3 separate regions of the Mus musculus genome follow, and all the other regions are linked to region 2. Evidence: chromatin contacts called from public ChIA-PET data. All regions are on one chromosome and are shown on one strand. The core of a region is the stretch at or near the end of the contact, and the rest is flanking DNA. Distances in the headings are between cores, read along the strand shown. Region 1 has its middle 24 kb from the start of Syndig1l. Region 2 overlaps Dlst (dihydrolipoamide S-succinyltransferase (E2 component of 2-oxo-glutarate complex)). Region 3 has its middle 6.8 kb from the start of Gm38543.

What was found. ChIA-PET counts read pairs in DNA pulled down with a chosen protein or histone mark.
Region 1: an RNA polymerase II ChIA-PET map of memory CD8 T cells shows a contact between it and region 2, with 8 read pairs. The contact joins two enhancer-like sites. A contact is called at or near these places in 1 of 39 promoter capture datasets (pre-B cells), 1 of 484 Hi-C or Micro-C datasets (embryonic stem cells) and 1 of 115 datasets of contacts at active chromatin or transcription factors (memory CD8 T cells).
Region 3: an RNA polymerase II ChIA-PET map of memory CD8 T cells shows a contact between it and region 2, with 14 read pairs. The contact joins two enhancer-like sites. A contact is called at or near these places in 2 of 115 datasets of contacts at active chromatin or transcription factors (memory CD8 T cells and microglia) and 2 of 9 other capture datasets (embryonic tail and pancreatic islet).

The regions. Positions count from the first base shown.
Region 1 is chr12:84,672,641-84,676,935 of GRCm38.p6, reverse strand. No RefSeq gene overlaps it. Among named protein-coding and RNA genes, the nearest start is that of Syndig1l, 24 kb to the left of the region's middle. Within about 2 kb of position 1,730, at least 80 of the 459 cell types and tissues checked have an H3K27ac peak or open chromatin away from gene starts, as enhancers often do. A contact at or near this core is called in memory CD8 T cells, where this site is marked.
Region 2 is chr12:85,121,635-85,125,696 of GRCm38.p6, reverse strand. It overlaps Dlst (dihydrolipoamide S-succinyltransferase (E2 component of 2-oxo-glutarate complex)), which reads right to left. Exons shown (of 15, transcript NM_030225.4): 8 at 3,558-3,710; 9 at 2,841-2,917; 10 at 1,826-1,923. Among named protein-coding and RNA genes, the nearest start is that of Dlst, 13 kb to the right of the region's middle. Within about 2 kb of position 1,891, at least 91 of the 459 cell types and tissues checked have an H3K27ac peak or open chromatin away from gene starts, as enhancers often do. A contact at or near this core is called in memory CD8 T cells and microglia, where this site is marked.
Region 3 is chr12:85,443,134-85,447,411 of GRCm38.p6, reverse strand. No RefSeq gene overlaps it. Among named protein-coding and RNA genes, the nearest start is that of Gm38543, 6.8 kb to the left of the region's middle. Within about 2 kb of position 2,606, at least 75 of the 459 cell types and tissues checked have an H3K27ac peak or open chromatin away from gene starts, as enhancers often do. A contact at or near this core is called in memory CD8 T cells and microglia, where this site is marked.

The sequences.
Region 1 (4,295 bases), core at 481-2,980, 450 kb after region 2:
TTGCTCAGCTGTCCATTTTGGGATCCCCCACATCTTCTGTTCCCAGAGCTGTTTCGGGGAAGTGTGGAGAGGAAGTCACCCATGCCTCAGGTTCCAGCCTCAGTGCTAAATTCCTGATATCCTCTCTGTCCTCGGCCTTTAGCAGAGGAACTGGCCTGGCCTCAAAGTCACTGTGTCTAGAAGGTACTGGGGAAGTATGCCACACATATCCTACCCGCTATGGGCATCCATATATATGACAGGGCTCTGGGCACAACCTTAGATGAGAAATTAGCATGTGGGGATTATTTGTGGAAGGGAGTTGGCCGGTCTGGGAATAGGGAGAGGCCAGGCTGCCAGGCAGTCCAGATAAACAGTCTGACCAATCCAGGGTAGAACCAGAGTGCTCTTCAGGGTTGACACAAGATAGGGCACTGAGCCAGGGTGGGTGAATAGCTTTGATGTCTTGCCCCTTGGGTTGGAGACTAGGTGTATTGCCCCTAGTTCCTGGGGTCCCCAGTAGGACCTCTTTCTACCTTTCACTGAAGCAGTTCATTGGTAACCAGTGGCCCTCACTAGCTGCTTCCCTCTTTCCCATTGCCCTTCTGCACTGGCTGAAATGGCTCCCCATTGGATGTTTCTCAGGGTTAGCTTCGAAGAAACCCAAACCCTCACACACACATGCACATTCATATCCATGTGTGCACATATTTGCATATATACACTCCTACAAACAGGCCCAGCTGTGCACCATGCAGACTGCATGCAGCACGTGAATACTCAAGAGACCAAGAAGGATGCTGAGGACTCTCACCCAGCTCCACGCCCCCCCCCCATTCCTTCTCTAGGCTGGCTCAAGACCCCAGGCCTAACTAGGCAGGCTGCCTCACAGCCCAGACAACATCTACTCCCTTCCCTGTCTTTCAGTATGCTTGTGGGCCTTGAGAAGAAGGAAATAGAGACAAATGGCTTCCAGTATCCTCCATCCCTTGTTTCCTCCTTTCCTTTCTCTCTTCCCTTCTTTCTCTTTTTTCTTTTTCTCCAACCCCTGCCCTTTTTGAGGGGTTTCAAGACCCTGGCTATTCTAGAACTCAACTCTGCAGACCAGGCTGGCCTCTGCCTCCCGGTACTGGGATTAAAGGCTTAAAGGCAAACACTACCAAGCTCTCTTCCCTTCTTTCTTAAGATGGAGTCTCAGTCTGTCTCTCAGGCTGCCTCATATAGACATACACCACTCTTACTAGTTTGATTTGCTGCTTCTAACTCTAGTCTTCCCCGCCCCACCCCCACCCCATCCTCCACACAGCCTTCTCCCTTCCATCCCTACCCTCAGATACAAATTCAGGGTCTACCAAAGATGATGGGGTGAGAAATGGCTCTGGGGGCTTCCTCCTCCTGGGAAGGGCCTGTTGTGTGGAGCCTGGGCTTGTCCTAGAGTCCTTGGAGCACAGGCAACCACTCTCCCCCACTCTGGATGAGTCCTGCCTCTGGCATGCCTGGGGCACTTCAGTCCTCCTGCTTCTCAGCCCTGCTTGCGCCTCCTGCCCGAGGCCCAGGGCTGTCGGCTGGTTCCTCTGACTGGCAGAGAGACTGGGGGGCTGGGGCTGGGGCAGTCCCCTGGGTAAAGGTGCCTGTGATGAGCTGCAGTGCCGGCACATCTGTGCAAATATTACCAATTATTTTCCTCACTATAAACACCCAGCAGGAAGGCAGGGAAGCAACCAACCCAAACTGTTTAAAATAGAAACCGAAATTGCTGCACAGGGAAGTCTGGCGGCTAGCACCACCACCACCACCATCACACACACCAAGAGTTCAGGGTCCCCCTCACTGCCCCCACTGCCCCTCGACCTTCTAACTCCATGACAAGGTTTGCTTTCTGAGATGAAGATAAGAAACAGAAACATCCTTGCTTAGTGTATGAGGTATGTGGCAGAGGGGGACAGTCGTGCTGGGAGGGGAAGTGGAGCTGAGGCCACCTGGCCTGGGGTTTGGCAGCTGGTAAGTAAGCTCCTTTCTTAGTAAAGCCAAGGGGTCCTGTGAGGAAAGGCACGAGGAGTGCCCTGGTGAGAAAGCCATTTTCCTACCGCCCCAGGGCAGGCAAGAGGGTGGGAGACTGGCCAAGTAAGGACAACAGCCTGTCTCCATTCTAAGAAAAGGCCTTTTTCTGACGACTAGGAACCAGTTCCAAGGCTCAGCAGCCGTTCTGACCTGCCCTCCCCATAAGCAGGCCGATGGGACACCGAGTCTTCATATAGTCACACAGATTGTCAAAATGGTGACATGATTTCATACCAGTGAATAAGGAGGCTCTGTCCTTTCAAATACTTCACTTTCTGTTGCCCTGGCCATGGGCCCAGGACCCCAAATCTCTTCTTACCCTAGAACATAAAAGTTAGCCATTTTCGAAAAAAAAAAAAAAGTTAGCAGTTATGAGGAGAGGGGGATGGGGAAGAAGGATTGTGGGAGGTGTGGCTGGGATGGAGTGGGGCAAAACAACTGGACAAACAAACAAAAACAGAGTTAGCAGATAGCCACTAGCTCCCATATCCAAATGCTTACATAGGTCTGTGCCTGGACTGCCCTGATGGCTAAATATCCATCTGTCCCTGGCCATGAAGGCTTCATGGCTGTATCTGTGCTCACAGCCTCTCCCTCCCTAAAGCAGCTCCCCCAGGACGGAGCTGTAGGAAACCCACCATCTTCACAACCAAATATTCTTGCTGCTTTTTAATGATCTCAGCCCAGGTCACAAACTGACCAGGCCCGAACCCCACTCTAAAGAAGAACTGCAACAAGACAGTATTCAAGTCTTTCAGGGCATGAATCCCTGGGACGCTGCGAAGGAAGGAACTGTAAGTGATCATGCCACAGATGACCGGGCTGCGGAAGGAACGATGGAAACCCTGAAAGGATGGGTTACCCAGTGTCACACAGCAGGTTATGAGCTAACCTCTGGCCTCGCTACCCAGGCCCTGGCACTGCTGATCTGGGCTGGTGGAATCAGCCTTTCTGGAGGCAAAGAAAACCCAGGACCACCTGCTGCCACCCTCCTGAACATTAACAGACTCAGCCTTAGCTCCTATGTATCTCCTGGTTCAAAGGCTCCCCCCCACATCCCCTCTGTAGGGCTGACACCCTGGTCCTTGCTATTTTTGGTGGGTGAAAGGGTGATAACCTTGCTTCATCCTGTCCCCAGGGGCTCTCACATCTTCTCCTGCACAAGGGGAGGAACCACTCTGGGCAGAGGAGTCCCCACAGGGAGACTCGGATGTTCGGAACAAAAATAAAAGGTGTTCATGCAACTCATTTGAATTTCCAACATTCCAGCCTCTGTCCCTGGAACTAACCCTGCATGCTCTGAAAGGCATAGCTGGCTTCAGAGCCAGTTCCAGCTCTGCAAGGAAATGGCAGAAACTCCCAGAGAGCAGGTCTCCTCAGAAGCATCCCAGAAGATAAGGTGACATGGGTACATTCGCATCACAGTGAAGTGGGGGCAGACACATAGATTGACATGGCATCTCAAGTACACAAAGGGCCTTTAAAAAACAAACTACCACAGAGAGGGCTTTTCCTGTTCCCATCTTACAGACAGGGAGACTGAGGCTACAGAAGCCTGTATCATAGGAAATGGACACACAGGCCCCGGGAGCATATGACTGCTGCCACCCACAGGTTACATCCGTCCCATATGAAGCCACTTTCTTTTTTTAAAAAATATTTATTTATTTATTATTATATCTAAGTACACTGTAGCTATCTTCAAACACACCAGAAGAGGGTGTCAGATCTCATTATGGATGGTTGTGAGCCATCATGTGGTTGCTGGGATTTGAACTCAGGACCTTCAGAAGAGCAGTGCTCTTAACCACTGAGCCATCTCTCCAACCCCCATGAAGCCACTTTCTAGACACTTCTCCCAGTCCTGTACCTAAATACTTCTACTCAGAGGTGGACAGGGACACAGAATAATGGCAGCCTGAGGATCACAGCTTCCTGAAGACAAAGTCCTCCGTTCAAGTCGCATCCCCTTTGGGCAAGCTGTTTCTCAGCATTTTCCCATCTGCAAAACTGAGGGACGTGGTGGTGCTTGTGAGCGCAAGGATGGCTGTGTGCAGTACACCAATGAATATTTCTATAGCTTCTTCAGCAGCACCAAGCTCTGAGCTGGGTGGCAGACTCACCTGTAATCCCTGCACCCTGGAGGCTAAAACGGGAGGGTTGCTACGAGTTGGAGGCCAGGCTGTCTATGCATGAGTTCCAGGGCAATCTGGGTTGCAAACTGAGAATATTCGTCAAAGTAAAATAAGATAAGG
Region 2 (4,062 bases), core at 642-3,141:
AAAGCAAACAACACTCCCTTCTCCACTTCATACTCATTTTTATCTTTTTGATGCTTTTTTTTCTTCTAGATTTTATTTAGTGTTCACCAAAATGAGATAGCAAGATCCAAAGAGCTTTTTTGCTTGTTTGTTTTTTTCGAGACAGGGTTTCTCTGTGTAGCCCTGGCTGTCCTGGAACTCACTTTGTAGACCAGGCTGGCCTCAAACTCAGAAATCCGCCTGCCTCTGCCTCCCGAGTGCTGGGATTAAAGGCATGCGCCACCACGCCCGGCAAGATCCAAAGAGCTTTTACACTCATCTCCATAACTCCTTAAATTTCACTTTAGTAATCTGCATATGATAAACACTTAAAATACTTGTTAAATAAAACTATTTTCTCTTTCCCAAAATGCTGATACTTAGATATATCAAAATCTTGAAAAAAACAAGGAAATCAACCATTAGGCCATTACAGGAATGGGTATAGTGAACTGGGGGTTTTTACATTTTAGAGTTTAACTGTTAGGGCTAGGGAAGACATCCTCGTTCCCAGGTAAGCATGAAGACCTGAGTTTGAACTCCAAAATCCATATAAAACCAACCAAGCAAACAAACCATCCTGGGTTTGGTGGCACACATGAAATCTCAGAGTTATAGACGTAGGAGACGCGCAGATCCCTGGGGCTCACTGGCTAGTCAGCTTGGCCTATTAACAAACTCGAGGCCAGTAGAAACCTGCCTTAATAAACAAGGTGGATGACTCCCAGGAACAACAACTGAAATTGATCTTTGGCTTTTATATGCATGTATGCACACCTACACACTCCCACACGTACATATGTATGTGCTTGCTTGCACAGACACAGACAGACACACACACACACACACAGAGGAACTTAATTTAGTTCCAATTCCATAATCCAAACAGGGTAGAGTAAGAGGTGGCAGGTTTCTGTCCTTTTGCCTGCTAGATTCTGAGTTGCTTGGGAACTATACAAGAAACAATCACTGTCAGAAAGAAGGAGAGTGTGGTGTCCTTTTAGGCACATTGTGAAGGGTTCCCATTCCAAGGGGTAGCAAGAAGTGGGCCATTACTAGCAGCAGGACATGGCAGCACCATCACCATCATCCTCAGCTACAGAGAGTTCAAGCCCAGCTCAGGCAACATGAGACACTGTCTCAAAACCCACCCACCAACCAACCAACCAGCTTGGGCATAATGGCACACACTTTTAACCCTAGTACTTGGGAGGCACAAGCAGGCAAATCTCTGTGAGTTCAAGGCCAGTCTGGTCTACATAGTGAGTTCTAGGCCAGCTAGGACTATATATTTGAGACCCTGTCTCAAAAACCAAACAGGGACTGGAGCAGTTATGAGAACCCAAATGTGGGCTTGTACTCATGTCAGTGAGCCCCCAAGACCTGTAACTCCAGTTCTAAGGGATCCCTCTTCTGCCCTCTGTTGGCACCCCTGCTCCAAATTCACACATATACATAAGTAAAAGTAAATATAAAAGCCTAAACAAAAATGATTACCCTAGGATAATTTATCAGAGACCATAATAGTTCAGGCATGAAAGTCCAAAAAACTAAGCTTTTTACATTGCAGTAAAGCTCACTATTTTCTTACACGCTTTCTAATTCATTCCATAGTATTAGAGAAGTAAACTAGCAAATTAAGCCAGTGGGTCATGCTGTATAAGTCAGCAAGGAGCTAAGCAGAGAAATAAATACCTCTCCCAGGTCAAGCTAGTTTTGGAAGCAGCACTGATAAGGGCTACAGCAAGTTCCCGCGTTCTACTTCTAGAAACACAGATGTGGGGACTAGAGGGACTAGAGATCCCACCTCATGTCAACCTCATTGAAAGTCGTCAGCATTGCACACGTGTTCTGGGCTTCCTTCAGACGCTGGGCGATGCGCTGCCGCATCCTGTTCATTTTCTCCTGAAAGGGAAGTGGAACGAGTTGACCATGAGACCATCCCTAGTCAGTGAGAGGACTCAGCCTGTCAGCGATGGATGACAAGCACCAGAGACCCTCCCGCCTCTACCTCCTAAAGTACTGGGATTCATGGCATGTGCCACAGTGCTGGGCTCAATCACTACAGTTAAAGCTAGAGGCTTTCCCTTTCTGGAGTAGCCCCAGCAAAAACACAGACTCAGAGACCAAGGTTTTCACTCAGCTATACCTGAAATTTGACCAAGAACAGAAGCTCAGGAAATAGTGTGATTTAAAAACCAAAACCAATTTACAAAAGGAAGACTGTGGTGTAGATCCAGCCAGCTTAAGAGTCATTTCAGAAAGGGCGACTTCTCTTGATAAAGACTGGCGTGAGAATAACTACTTGGGGAACGGAAACTCTAAAGCAAGCTTTTGAAGCTATGGTATTTTTAGGAAGCATTCTCAGGCAAAGAACCCACACTCTTGACCATACTTCCTTGAGGGTTCTGTCTCCTCTGACAGAGTACTGCTACAGTGCAACAATCTGGCCCCACTGGCTCCCCAGCTGCGGCGAAATATCCCGGAAGTATAGAGAGAGAGAGCGCTCAGCAGACTACTGCTGTGACTACCGCTGTGACATGCGTGTCACTGTGGGGAGAGGGGCTGTGCGTCTATTCTCTGCAGACATTTTACTCAGTGGAAGCATTTCACCAACAGCACAATACAGTAGAAACCCCAACATTCGGGAGACACTGAGTTCTAGTTATTCCCTCTGACAGTCACGAGACCATGAACAAGTAACTTTCTCCCCCTTCTCAAGGCCAAGGCAAAGAGGTGCCAGCCCTTTCTAACGGTGACCACACTCCATTACTCTCCACAGCGACTCTCTGCCACTTCCCTGGAAGTTGTCGGAGGCTTACCCGATGTTCTGAACGCAGACCTTTAGCAGCTCCTGCCTCAGCCAGTGGAGGGGCAGCAGTGGGTTTTATTGCAGACACTGAAAATGAAGAGAGTGCACAGCTACATCGGACACGGACAGCAATACTTTCTGCACCGTATTAACCCTTTACCCTCAAGATACTAAAGTTTATCAGCATCATTCCAAACTCGCAGATGAACAATCTAGTCATAGAAGTAATTAAACTAGTGTCATATGGTTAGCAAATAAATAGAAGGCTGGTTTGCAAACCCAGTTCTTCAGCAAACTTGGTGTATTCAGAGCCATGGCATCAGACTGTAACTGTGAGGGACACGAAGTCCCTTCTCCCTGGGAGTCAGAGACTGTAAGGATTAATCTTGACTGTCAATTTGACAGGACTTAGAACCACTGGGAAGATAAAAGCCTGGCCATGTCTATAACAGTTTTTCCAGAGAAACTGAATTCTTGCTCTCAGAGTGGAGAGACTTACTGTGAATACAGGCAGCACTGTAATGTGGGCTGGGGTCTGGAAGTGAGTAGCGTTTAGCTAACAAAGTGAATGGAGCAGCAGACAAACTTTCTTGGCTGCAATGGCCACGTGACCATCTGCCGTGCACTGAAACCACACCTTCCCTGACATAAAGGACTCTTCATCCTCAAAACAAGCTAAAATAAATCTAAGTAGCTCTCCGTGAAGTATTCTGTTACAGGGTCTTACCTGGTTTGCTAGAAGGAGGCTGTGAGGGTGAGGGCACTGGTGGCATCTGAGTGAGCACAGGTGCTGCGGGGGGAGGAGGGGCCGCCGGTGCTGCGGGCTCTGCTTTGTGGGCTGGAGCAGGAGTTTCAGCTGGTTTGGCCTTAGCAGGAGCAGCTGCACAGAGAGAGAGAGAGAGAGAGAGAGAGAGAGAATGCCATTGGCACCACTCCATGGAAGGCAATTAACCACAGCTACTAAAGAGGATTCAGAGAGAAAGGTCTATTTCCAGCCTCAAACAAATGTCTCCTAGGTCCTTGCTATAGGCAAAGCATCAAGTGATACACAGTGACACGAGCCACTACTCTCTAGTCTCAGGTCTCCCTAAACGTCCTGCTGGCTCGATTCAGATGCCTTCCTGATTTCACAAATATTAACTAACATCTACAGACTTTCAAATTCAGCAAATACTTTCAAAGCACATACTAAGCCCAAGGAAATAAAACTTAAGCCAATGATTCTCAGCCTT
Region 3 (4,278 bases), core at 1,357-3,856, 320 kb before region 2:
AGGAGTAGATTTCCTGTGAAGTCAGATGAGAAAAAGAGGAAAGAAGAAAACACACATACATACACACACACACACACACACACACACAAAACCACCTTTTGACTCCATTGCATGAAGTAATTTACAGCGGGTCCTGCCCCGTGGGAGAACTTCAAACACCTAAGCAGTGTATTTGTGGTTTGCTTGTGCTATCCGATTCTGGGGTTGACACATGTTGCTTTTAGTTCATGGCTACAGTTTCCAATCCTCTGGGCTCTTACGTTATGGTTTCTGGTTTCGCTGTGGTCACACACATCTCTCCGCTGTTCTAGTGGAACAGTGAGCTGCAGGGATACCCCCACAGACAGACCAAGGAGGATGGGCACAACTCTATGTCATTTTGTTGATTCTGCCCACCTCATGGGTTGAGAAACCAAGGCTTACTACAAGTAAAATATATGAATTAGGGTCACATGGGTAGGAAGGTGCAGAGCCTGGCTTCTCATGTGACTGCTACAACAGGGGCTCCTTTGCCAAATTATGCAGTACCATATATACCACACACTTTCTTCTTTCTACACCCTCTTTGAGCTCTGATTTGCCCCCTTCCTGCTACATCCCTACCTCCGATATTATTTGTGCTCTTCCCATCTGTTGCACACATGTGGGTATGGGCATGACAATACACACACACACACACACACACACACACACACACACACACAATTTCACTGTTTTGGTGCTCCAATCTAGAATAGTCAGTCCAACATCCTTATGAAAAAAGAGATTATTTTTTTGAAGCATGGTCTCAAGTGCCCCCAGGCTGATCTCAAACTTACCAAGTAGCTAACAGTGTCCTTGAATTCCTGACTCTCTTGCTCCACCTCCTAAGTTCTGGAACTAAAGTCTTGTGGCACTATGTCTGGAAAAACCACTCTGGATTTTGTCTGGACCACTGACCTTGGTTCTTATTGGTCAGCATCTTGTACTGTGGGCTTTACTGACTGTATAGACTGCCTTCTAACTAAGCAACAAGCCTTAGGAGTCAAGGCTACTCTGCATTCCTCTTTGTGTCCCTCTAGCCTCAGCCTAGAATCAGGCACACAGTAGGTGCTAATTAAAAGTCTGATTAGGGCAGGAGAGAAGGCTCAGCAGTCAAGAGCACTTGCTTTAGGGTTAGGGCTAGGATTAGGGCAAGAGTTAGGGTTAGGATTAGGGTAAGGGTTAGGCATAGGTGTAAGGTTAGGGTTAGAGTTAAAGTCAGGGTTAGGGTTTGCTGTTCTTGCGGAGGACTCAAGTTCAATTCCCAGAACTTATATAGAGCAGCTCACACCTTGCTGTAATTCCAGCTCCAGTGGATCTTATGCCCTCCTTCAGCCTCTAAGATCACTCCATGATTGTAGTGCTCATACGCATATATGAATATATATGCATATATGAATAGTCAGATGCATATACATGCACATGACAGATGCACATAAGAATTTATATAAACAACTTCAAGAGATATATGCCAAACATGTACTCTACACAGGCTGTTTTCGGCAAGCAGGACTCATTCTTAGCCCAGGTACCCTGTCTTGGAACCCTTTTGGAAATGCCTTCTCGATAAATAGGTGATCCATGAGAATTTAATGAATGGAAGAATGAGCCACCACCTCGGTCATTTGAGAGTTTGGTGCTCTAGTCTCTTTCATTGCTGTGACAGCGCACTCTGACAGCAAGCATCTTGTTGAAGAAAAGGTTTCTTTCATTGAACACTTCCAGGCCATCACTGAGGCAACTCCAGTCGGGAACCTGGAGGCAAGATCCAAAGAGAAATGTGGCTTGCCTGTTGAATCATACCTGACAGCTTCATTTTACAGCCCAGGAACACATACATGGACAGGAAGTGGCATTGTTCACAGTGAGCTGGATCCTCTGGAAATCAATCAACAATCAAGAGAGGTCTCCTTTCCCCCCCCCCCCCCTCCACCGCCCAGACAGCCCCAGATTTAGCCAATCTGATTTAGCCAATTCTTCGATGATTGAGGTTCTCCTGTCTGATGACTCTAGCTGGGTCAAGCTGACAGTTAAAGCTAAGTAGGACAGTTGGGCAAATTATAACAGCACCTCCAAGATGCCTCTGTTCCCTCATGCATACAGCAGAAGTGCTTCTTAGAGAGGTTGTGCTAGAACTCACAACAGTCCCTGAAATGGGATAGGTACCGCAACTACCACTGTCCCCATCAGTACATTGTAAACCTTCGTGGGAAATGATCCCAGCATCTCAGAAACGGAGAGGAGATGGCCACAAGTCTGATGGGCGTAGTGAGGTGGAAAATTGCTGCCTGAGCGGATGAAAACATCGACGGCCCCCCTCCCCCGCCCCGCCTCCACCCTTCCTCCTACTGCTATTTGCTGGGGTTTAGGTTTTGTTTTGTACTTGCTTGTGGCCAACTTGGAACCCCCATGGTGTCTCCCTTTGGAACCCTAAGAACAGTTGCTGCAGGGGCCCCGCTTTTCCTTTCTTTATTAAGAAAAGGAAACAGGAAATTGAATGTAAAAACCCTCCAACTGTTAGAGTCACACAGAAGTTGTGAATGTAACCACACCCCCGCCAGGAAATGAAAGTACAGTTGTCACCGTGATGTTCCTTGCCTTTCGTCGCCCACTTGGTGTTTTTCAGATTTGAGTTAGATAGTGGAGATGAAAGGGCTGAACTTTGGGCAGGAGGGCTATCACTGGGCCATTGCGGACTGGAGCACTGATTTGATATGCTATAAAAAGAGAAGTATCAACACAGTTCTTTCAGATGTCACCTACTGGAGGGAAGAGGGGACATGGCAGATTCTGACCTGTTAATATGTGTGTTTGTTTTGGCCCATGTAGCATGTTTTTAAATCCCTCGGCGTTTAAAAACAGAGGCTGTAAGCACGTTCATGCAAAGACTTGGAGTCCGGATTCACGCATGGGCCTTGTGGGGGGAAAAGCAGCTGCCCAGCAGCGATGTGGGGGCGGGGCGGGGCTAATGCAGGGATCTATTCCTTTGTGCTATCTGCCTGAAGTCAAGGGGTGTTTGCAATTTCAGGCTTTTATCACGTGTGAGGGAAAGGCAGACACAAAGCTGCTATTCCCCAGGACAGAGATGGAAGCCTTTGACACCCCAAGTCTGTATACTCCATCCTTGGTTTTGGCTTATCCAATGTGGTTCCTCTGATTCTAAGTGATTGGTCTGCTACCCTAAAGACAACTATGTATTTTCCTAGCCTGAGCATAATGAAAACTATGGCATTTTCTTTGTTGTTGTTGTTTAAATTTGATCTATCTATCTATCTATCTATCTATCTATCTATCTATCTATCTATTGTGTGTGTGTATGTGTGTGTATGCATGTGAAGGTCAGAGGACAACAATAATTGGTTCTTTCCTTACACTATGTAAGTCCTAGGAATAAACTCTGGATGTCAGGCTTGGTGACAGTGAGCCATGTTGCTGGCCCTTGTTCGGTTCCTTACATTTTTCTAGATTCTTTTATTTTATGTGTATGAGCGTTTAGCCTGCATGTACATACACACCCACACACATGTACACACATACACCCCACATGTGTGCTTCATGCCTACAGTTGTCAGAAAAAGACTTTGAATCTCCTGGAGGTAGAGCTACAGATCAGTGTGAATCTCCATGTGATGTGGGTGATGGATATTGAAACTGGGTCTTCTGCAAGAAGGACAAACGCTCTTAACCACCAAGCCATCTCTCCAGGGACTCATTTGGTTATGTTGATATAACAGTCATGCTATGTAGCCCAGGTTGACCTTGAATTCTTCACCCTCTTGGGTGCTGGGATTATGGGTATTTGTCACCATGTTTGGCTGTATTAGACCTCTTGCTTTGTCATCTAACACTCATTCCTGCTTCTTCTGCAACTGGACTCCAGTTATCTTTCAGGCAATCACCCACTTTTGTCTTAGTCTCTGCAGTACATCAAGGTGACTATATGGCCTGCCTCCCCAGTAGATATACAACAAAGGTATGACCAATCAGATCCTTGCTCAATTTTCCAACCATAGTGATTGGTTCAGATATGGGCACATGACCGTGGTGAGTCCTACTGATACCTTGCGTGGAGAGAAGAGGTTCTTACCCTAGCCTAGAATAGAGGAGGCAGTGATGTTCTTACACTAGCCTAGAACCTGGAGCATGGAGCCTTAGAGTTGCCATGGGTCACCTAACAGGAGGAGGCTGAGAGTTACTCCAGCTTGCCAAGGAGATTTGCTGAGAGAGAAGGACAGGCCCTGGATCTCCTTGAAGCAG